Linked DNA regions of Zea mays: region 1 is linked to region 2. Evidence: chromatin contacts called from public Hi-C data. All regions are on one chromosome and are shown on one strand. Each heading gives the region's core, a stretch centred on a gene start, on an enhancer-like site or on the middle of the called end of the contact. The rest is flanking DNA. Distances are from core to core; before and after follow the strand shown. Region 1 holds the start of LOC100281648 (seed maturation protein PM41). Region 2 holds the start of LOC103643907 (receptor protein kinase TMK1).

Region 1 (4,127 bases), core at 169-2,668, 190 kb before region 2:
ACCGGTAAATGTGGAGTGTTGTTGTTCATCCGCTATCCGTCCGCACAGAGCTGTTGCCTGGTTCTTATCGTCTTCGCCAACAGCGTGCCACAACACAACTCTGCTACGCCACCAGCTCTGCTGCTGCGCCAACCCGTTGAGCACCACGCCATGGCCGTCAGGGCGGAGGTTCCACGACGTGGCGCCGTGCGTGGTCTCGTCCGCGACATTCGTGTCCAGAGCGTGCCGATTCGGTCCAGCACATGGAAGGAGCATCATGGGCATGGAGTCCATGGTGGCCTCCGGCGGCGCGGTGCTGTTGTAGGCAGCCCTATCCGCCGGGTATGATCTGGGCAACCTGTATGCTCCAAAGCCACAGCCATACAGGTGGGTGGAGGACATGCACTAGGTGCTCGATGATATGCTGAACCGGCCACCCAGAAATCAGTTGTCGCTGTTAAGCCAAAACAAACGATGCTTATTGTGTTTTTTGCCATTTTTATTAATTGCAATCGTTGAAGCACCGCTCAGAACATGGAAGGGATGGAATTGTATGCTCGGTCTCTCTTGTAATTGTACATGTAAATTGCATGTCGTACGTGCCAATTCATGGTACGTAGTAGATGCTTTCGTATCGAGGTTATGCCTTTTATTTCTTTGGTACTTATTTCTTAGTAAATGAATATATTCTGTTAATTAAGTTGGTCTAATGAGAAGGATGGGCCGATGAGATATAGAGGACGAAATTTAGAGGACGCTGCTGGAGATGAATAAGATATAGAGAACGGAATCTTTTAGAGTGTGCTGTAAAAGACAGAGAATATTCCTTTAGAGGATGAAATTTAGGGGACGTTGCTGGAGATAGCCTTACTAGTACGTAGTAGGAGTAGGTGCTGTAGGTTCTAGAAGGTCCCACAGTAGGTCCTACCACTCGATCTTTTATTTCTTAGCCGCCAGATCAAAAATCGACGGCTCGTGCAAACTACTTTCTCCATACCTTCCCTTCCCTTCCCTTCCCACTCTTCTTCGTCTGAGCCTCCGATCCCCGGCGGCCGGCGCCACCGCCTCCTGCCAGCTTCTCGCAAAACCGCCCCTGCGCTATCCCGGCTCCACCAGCCTCTTCTCTTACCTCGACGCCCTTAACGGGCCCATATGGGCCGTATTTTTACCAAGGCGGGCCTCGAGCGAAGCGCTTGCAGAACAGGACGGGTGGATGGGCTCGACCAGTGAACTCTTTTTCTTCTTCTTTCTCCGATTTCTCACAAACAGAAGCCGTGAGCGTTTTTGGGTGCATACACGATCAAGCTATACGCTGTACACACGTGTTCAAGTTCTGGACGTAGCTCTGTTCGACGTGGCAGCGGCTCAGCAAGGATGGCACGACACGTAACCACAGCTCGTTGCTTTTATAAAGCAAAGGGGCCGACGGACGCCTGCTACTGCTAGCAACGGAACGGAGCGCAACGCAATCATGTCAGGCGCGCAAGGAGCTCAGCCGAAGGGCGCCTTCACGGCGACCACCTACACGTCGGCTGCGGCCACCGGTGGCGGCGCGGCCCAGGGGCAGGGGCAGGGGCAAGAGGACCAGGAGAGAAGGCAGACTCCGCGGACGGAGCTCCGGTCGGCCGAGGACGAGCGCGGGCTGCCTGTCAGGAAGCTGGAGGACGCGGTCGAGGATGCCGCGGGCAAGGGCGGGCCGGTGTTCGGCGCCGGCACGGAGGACGGGAAGCCGGATCTCGGGGTCACCGGCACCGGCTGATGCTAGCCGGATGTGCTTCTTAATGTGCTGCTTAGTTAACGAGCGAGTCAGAAAGTGAAAGTACAAGGATGTGTCCAGCACACAGTACGTACGATCAGTTATCGAGTTATACATCTTAGTTGAGATCTTTATACATGAGACCACTTCTGTAAATTTGTGTATAGCCACAAAGAGATGTGTGAATTCTCCTTGTACAGGTTTGAATGGCCCTACTATATCGAGACACTTGATTGAGAGTGGCCTTGTAATGGGAATTATGAGATGTAGGAACATGATCTTCATATGTATGCACAAAATCCTTTGCATCGCAATTCAAAACCGGTACTCCTAAGCCATGAAACCAATGCTAAGAGAGAGTAAGAATAGGATAAGAATGTGATAGTTGGGTCATAAACGGTCGGGTGCAAGGTCTTAGGCTGTCTCCAACAAGGAACTGTAAACGAGTCTGTACGCTATATGTAGCAGAACTCACCGTCCTGGAAGCCTCCAACAACGTCCGCTAAAACAAACGCTAAAATAGAGGTAGGCTTCCAGAACCGCTAAACCTGGAAGGCTACTGTGCGTCCGCTATCCGTGTTCGTGGACCCTGTGCTGTCGCACGTGTGGCAGATCACTGGAGAGGAGGACGACCGCGCGACCACCGGAGGACGGGCGCGCAGCCACCGGGGATGCAGGCACGACAGCTCATCGGAAGGAGGAGAAGAGCACGCGCGGCTGCCGGCTGAACGGACGATCGCGCGACCACCGACGAGGAGGACAGGCGCGCAACCACCAGGGACGCTGAAAGGGAAATAGATCAAACCTTTTCCATATGAATTTTGGTGGTTGAATTGCCCAACACAAATTATTGGACTAACTAGTTTGCTCTAGATTATGAGTTCTACAGGTGCCAAAGGTTCACAACTAAGGAGCAAATTGGACCGAAGGCTGCCCTGGTCTGGCGCACCGGACTGTCCGGTGCACCAGGGAGATCGATGCTGAACTTGCCAGCTTCGAGAAATTGGGAGGCCGCTCCGCTATAATTCACCGGACTGTCCGGTGTAGCACCTGTTGAGCACTAGATTGAGCGACCGGACGGTCCGGCCCTGAGGCCGGACGGTCCGCGGTCCGGACGGTCCGCGCCTGTGGGCCGGACGGTCCGCGCGTGCGCAGAACAGATTAGGGTTCCGAGTTTTGTGCTACGGTTGTTAGCTATATTCGCGGGATTAGCTCGGAATCAGTTGTGTAAAGGGTCCAGCCCCCCTCCTCTATAAATAGAGAGGTCTACGGCCGATTTGTGATCATCAACAATCGAATCAATACAACTTCTATTTCGCATTTTATCCTAGGAGTAGTTCTAGTCTAGTTTAGCTTTAGCCTTCCAATCCCCAATTCTTCGTCTCTCTTCGACTCTACGTCGATTAGAGGAGTCTAGGTCGGCCGGCCCGAGCCTAGACACCACCTAGGATCTCTCCTCCCCGACGGGGTCCCTCCCGGGAGCGAGATCCAGGCGCCGTCGGCGGTCTTCCGCCGCCCCTGCGCACGCGCGGACCGTCCGGCCCTAGGGCGCGGACCGTCCGGCCGTCAGGCAGGGAACTCGGGCTCCTGCACCAGGTCGCGGACCGTCCGGCCCTGTGCCGCGGACCGTCCGCGCCTGACCAGAAAGCACCGCCGCCTCGCATCAGGCTGCGGACCGTCCGGCCCCCGCGCGCGGACCGTCCGCCCCTGTGCAGAAAGCACCGCCGCTGGTTCTCTTGAGTAATTGGCGCCTCCAAAAAGGCGTCAACATACTTTTTGGCGACTCCGCTGGGGACGACATATCTAAGCTTATCAAATCGGCCCTCAATGGCCGGTTCAAGGGATAGCTCTGATATTTCTCCAAGCAACATCATAGAGCCGACTTGGGAAACCTTGCCGGCTGACGAGCAGCTCCAGTTTGAGGAGCACAAGGAGCGGATGATCCAGGAGGCGAAAGCAAAGTTCGTGGCCAACTTCAAAGTGGACAGGAACAACAAGGTCGTCCGACATCGGGCGATGGATCCGGCTTCGCTCCAACCCACGCCAGATATCCCCAATGTAAGTAATACTAACGATCTGCAATCTCTTAGAAATTATGTAGAAGATCAGCGTGAACAAATGCAGAACATCATAGGGGGTATGCAAAGCGATCTTAAGAGACTAGTACGTGCATTTGATAAATCTAGTACCGCAAATTTTCCTTCGCACGAGGTTGAGTTAGGAGACAACGCGTATAACACATCGGCTACAGGTTGTCACGACCAGTCACAACCCCTTTATGGGATGCCGATGGACACATACCCTAAGCAACCACAAATCGGCAGCAAACGAGCCGATCTGCACATGCCCGGACCGTCCGCACGTGAGCGCGGACCGTCCGGGCCAGCAACAG
Region 2 (4,203 bases), core at 830-3,329:
GGTTCGACGATGTCAGGGAGAAGATGAGGCGGACGTCGCGGGCCAGCCTCGTCCTGTTGACGAGCTGACAACGGATCTTCTCGCGCGGGTTGGGAAGCGCGGCGGTCGCGAGAACACTGCCTGCCTCGCTGTGGGACAGCTCATAGTCGTCGCCGCCGTGGACGGCGCTGACAGGGTCGACGATCAGTTGCTAGAGCGGAGGGCGCTGTAGCCGCGTGCGGTGCAGGACGCGGTTGGTGCTGTATTCGTTGAATTTGGGTGCGCCCACGATGCAGACCACGAGGAGGTTGGGGACGGAGTATGCGCCACGGTTGATGCCCATTCTCGAACACCTGGTGGACGTGGTCGTGAGAACCTCCTCCTCCTCTGCGTCGGTGTTGGGGACGAGCGGAGGTAACGGATCCAAGTGCTTGATCCTCGCCTTGATGATGAGGTCGAAGTGCCTGTCGACGGCGATGAGCGTCTGGACCAGCCCTGAGGTCGTGTGTTCGACCTCGTCCACGATGCTCCAGATGTGCTGGCTGATGCCGCCGATGAGCCCATCGTGGATCTTCTTATCCGGGTTCCGACGGAACAACGTCGCGCCCTCGGGGAGGCACGGGTAGCGCGGTGATCCACTGGTGTCGACGTTCGAGTCGAGCGTCGCGTCGGGGTTGAGCGGCGCATGGACGTGGACAGCGCCTGAATCGTCGTCAGCCGCGTTGGCGCTCGCGGCGTCCTCGTCCAACCCGTCGAGCTCCTGGAGGAGGTCGTCGTCAGGGTTGGCGATAGTACCGACAGACGATTGTGGCGTGGTGTAGCGGTCGTCGTCGTAGAGTGGCGGGATGAAGTGGTCGAATACCGAGCCGGCGAGGAGCGTGGTCAATGAAGGCATCTCGTCGGACCCCAGGTACGCAAGCACCGTGGCGGTCTGCTGCAGGCCAAAGTCGTTTCCTGAATCCAAGGACGCCACCTTCGCAGCGTCGTCGTGGACGAGAGGCGGAAGGATTGCCTCGTCGCGGTACTGTGTGTTGAAGATGGAAGGAGGAGGCGCGGATCCATCGAAGGGGGAAGTGTGCTCGCGTGCGTACTGCTCGCCGCAGCGACCCACCAGTGCATCGGTCAAGCGTGCCTCCATGCGCGCCAGTGCGTCTAGAATATCCTGCATCGTGGTCTCCATCAAGATCGATTCTTAGTCTGATACCAAATGTTAGCAACACCTGGAAAGGGGGATAGGAGAGGAAGAGCTCAGAGGAGAATGAGACTTGGAGAAGGGAATATCTGGGAGAAAGACGAGTTTGTCTGATGTTTGATAGCTAAATTGTTCATGCCCTATTACACAAGTGTTTGTCTTTTATATAGTACTGCTAGAATATCAAGCGACCCATAGATAGCCGACCCACTACTTGGCCCATATTGTCTCAGTAACCTTAGCGTTTGGACGATGGACTCTCGTGTCCCGTGACTTGTTCTCGCTGTATGCTCATTGCTCCTGTCTGAGATGCTGACACACCCCGAAATCCTAAAAATTACCGTTAACCGAGAATTTCTATATAGTGTTGTCTGTATCGTCGAATTCGGGGACTCTGGCCACACCAAGTCACCAACACTACCTTTGCCTCCGTTGCGGGGCAATGCCTCTTTACTGTTCCGAGTTCCGACGCCGTGGACAACGCCAACTAAACCGTCTTGCGTCTCCGCCACTCCACCAGTCCACCGCTTCGGTAGCTGGTGCCTGGTGGCCCGTGGCTGCCCCCGCCCCGGCCAACATTACTCGCCAGCCGCGCATAGAGATGCCACACGCACGTACGTACAGCAGCAGTAGCATTTCCCTACGCCTACGCGCCGTGCGAGGAGCGGGTACAACACAACATGAACGTGGTACCACTGGTACAGCAGCAGTAGCGTTTCCGGCCACAAAGGATCCCAACCTGTTCGTGCCGTCGTCCATTGAATTCCGGAGCCGGACGCGCACGCCGGCCAACGCGGCCGTGGCTACCCGTCCGTACCTTGCCACTGACACACCGGGCCCGCGCTGAGCCCAGCGGCGTGGCGATTCGACCCGGCAATCTTGCGGTCCCACACCTTACCCGTCCCTTGGATTCGTGAATACCCGTGACGCTGGCCTCTGGGCCCCTGGCGGCCCGTCCAGCTCTGCTCCAGTGCGGAGACAGGCGAGAAGAGAAGAGACAGACGCAAATCGCCCCGCCTTTTGGTGCAGGGATCGCGGCGCTTTACAGCCACCGCCGCGTGGTCCCCACGCGTTGGCGGGCGTGAGCTGGGCAGCTGGCGTCGTCTTCCTCGCCCCGGCTTCTCGTGCCCTCGCCGCTGTGCGAGACCGGGTTCAAACCGGCGCAACCGAGAGGGGGTAGTCCCGTCATTATCACGCCGGGGAGGCTGCAGCCCTAGCTAAAATCTGCTTCCCCACCCACGGCGGGCGGGACCCACGCATGTGCCACCGGCCCTCTCCCCTTGCCCATGTGCCCTGTACTACCTCTCTCTCTCTCTCTCTCTCCACTTAAAATCTCACCTCCAAAACTAGTCCAGTCTCTCTCTCTTCTCCTCTCTTCTCTAACTCTGCCTCTCTGACGCAATGCCGTTCCCCACCGCCTTCACCGCGCGGCGGCGGCGGCACGAGGGCGCCGCGGGTCGTTGGTGCGGGCTCGTGGTCCTGGTTCTGATGGCGCTCGAGGCTGGCGCGGCGGCGGAGACGTCGCCGTCGGACGTGGCGGCGATGCGGGCTGTGGCGAAGGCGCTTGGCGCGGACAAGACGCTGGGATGGGACGTCGCCGGCGACCCCTGCTCGCCGAAGCGGTGGGACGGGGTGTCATGCGACTCGTCGGGCCGCGTCACCGCGATCCAGGTCGGTGCGCGCGGCCTCACGGGGACCCTGCCTCCGGAGGTGGGCGACCTCACCGAGCTCACCCGCCTCGAGGTTTTCGACAACAAGCTCTCCGGCCCGCTGCCCTTGCTCCCGGGGCTCTCCTCGCTTCAGGTTTTACTTGCCCATAACAATAGCTTCGCCTCCATCCCCGCCGACTTCTTCAAAGGCCTCACCGGGCTCACCGCCGTCGCCATCGACTACAACCCGTTCGCGTCGTGGACGCTCCCCGCCTCCCTCGCCGCCTGCGCCTCCCTCGCCAACTTCTCGGCCATCAGTGCCAACGTCTCTGGCACGCTCCCGGACTTCTTGGGTGCGATGCCGGCGCTCCAGCGGCTGTCGCTTTCCTTTAACCAGCTGTCAGGACCCGTACCGGCGTCGCTGGCCGGCGCGCCGCTGGTGCAGCTCTGGCTCAACGGCGCGCACCTCAATGGGTCGATTAGCTTTGTCAGCAACATGACGTCTCTGGAGCAACTGTGGCTGCATTCTAACGAATTCACTGGGCCCTTGCCGGACTTCGCGGGGTTTGATGATCTATGGGATTTGCAACTTCGCGACAACATGCTCACAGGGCCGGTGCCTGAGAGTCTTTTCAAGCTGAAGGCTCTGAAGAACGTGACCCTGACGAATAATTTGCTGCAGGGTCCGATGCCTCAGATTCCCAATGGACTTCATGCTGATATCGAAGCAGATACAGAGCGGTTCTGTGTGCAGGAAGCCGGGAAGCCGTGCAATCCCCTTGTGAGCCTGCTGCTTGAGGTTGCGGCTGGGTTCATGTACCCAAAGGCACTTGCTGAGGATTGGAGGGGGAATGATCCATGTATGTTTCCGGGTGTTACTTGCATCCAAGGTAACATTACTGGGCTGACTTTTGCCAACAAGGGTCTCAGTGGTAGTATCTCACCGGCCATTGGGAAGATTAGCTCACTTAAGGTGCTAGATCTTGCTAACAATAACATCACTGGTACTGTGCCTGAGGAGGTTGCCGTGTTGCCTTTGCTGACAAAAATTGATTTGTCAAACAACAATCTCTATGGGAAACTTCCTACCTTTGCTTCCAAGAATGTGGCGGTGAATACTGCTGGTAACCCTAACATAGGCAAGGATGCTCCTGCACCAACTGCAGGACCAGGTAGTAGCAACAACAGTCCATCGGGAGGAAGCAGTAGCGGAAGCAGTGGTAACAATGGGAATGGGGGCTCCTCTTCATCTTCTGTTGGAGTCATTGCTGGCTCAGTGGCTGGTACAGTTGCTGGACTAGGCCTTGTTGCTGCATTAGGATTCTATTGTTACAAGAGAAAACAGAAGCCTTTCGGAAGGGTGCAGAGTCCACATGCCATGGT

The links. A called contact is a pair of places that touch in the nucleus more often than the background predicts.
Region 1: a contact with region 2 is called in a Hi-C map of leaf mesophyll, with 2.6 times the contacts expected there. The contact joins the promoter of LOC100281648 here to the promoter of LOC103643907 in region 2. A contact is called at or near these places in 3 of 25 Hi-C or Micro-C datasets (bundle sheath, endosperm and leaf mesophyll).

Annotation. Positions count from the first base shown.
Region 1 is chr1:275,432,261-275,436,387 of Zm-B73-REFERENCE-NAM-5.0, reverse strand. LOC100281648 (seed maturation protein PM41) reads left to right here and starts at 1,418. Exons shown (of 1, transcript NM_001154567.3): 1 at 1,418-2,030. The coding sequence starts at 1,451. The coding sequence ends at 1,738. It also overlaps the pseudogene LOC111064654.
Region 2 is chr1:275,240,789-275,244,991 of Zm-B73-REFERENCE-NAM-5.0, reverse strand. It overlaps LOC103643907 (receptor protein kinase TMK1), which reads left to right and starts at 2,079. Exons shown (of 2, transcript XM_008667078.4): 1 at 2,079-4,203. The coding sequence starts at 2,573. It also overlaps the pseudogene LOC100383842.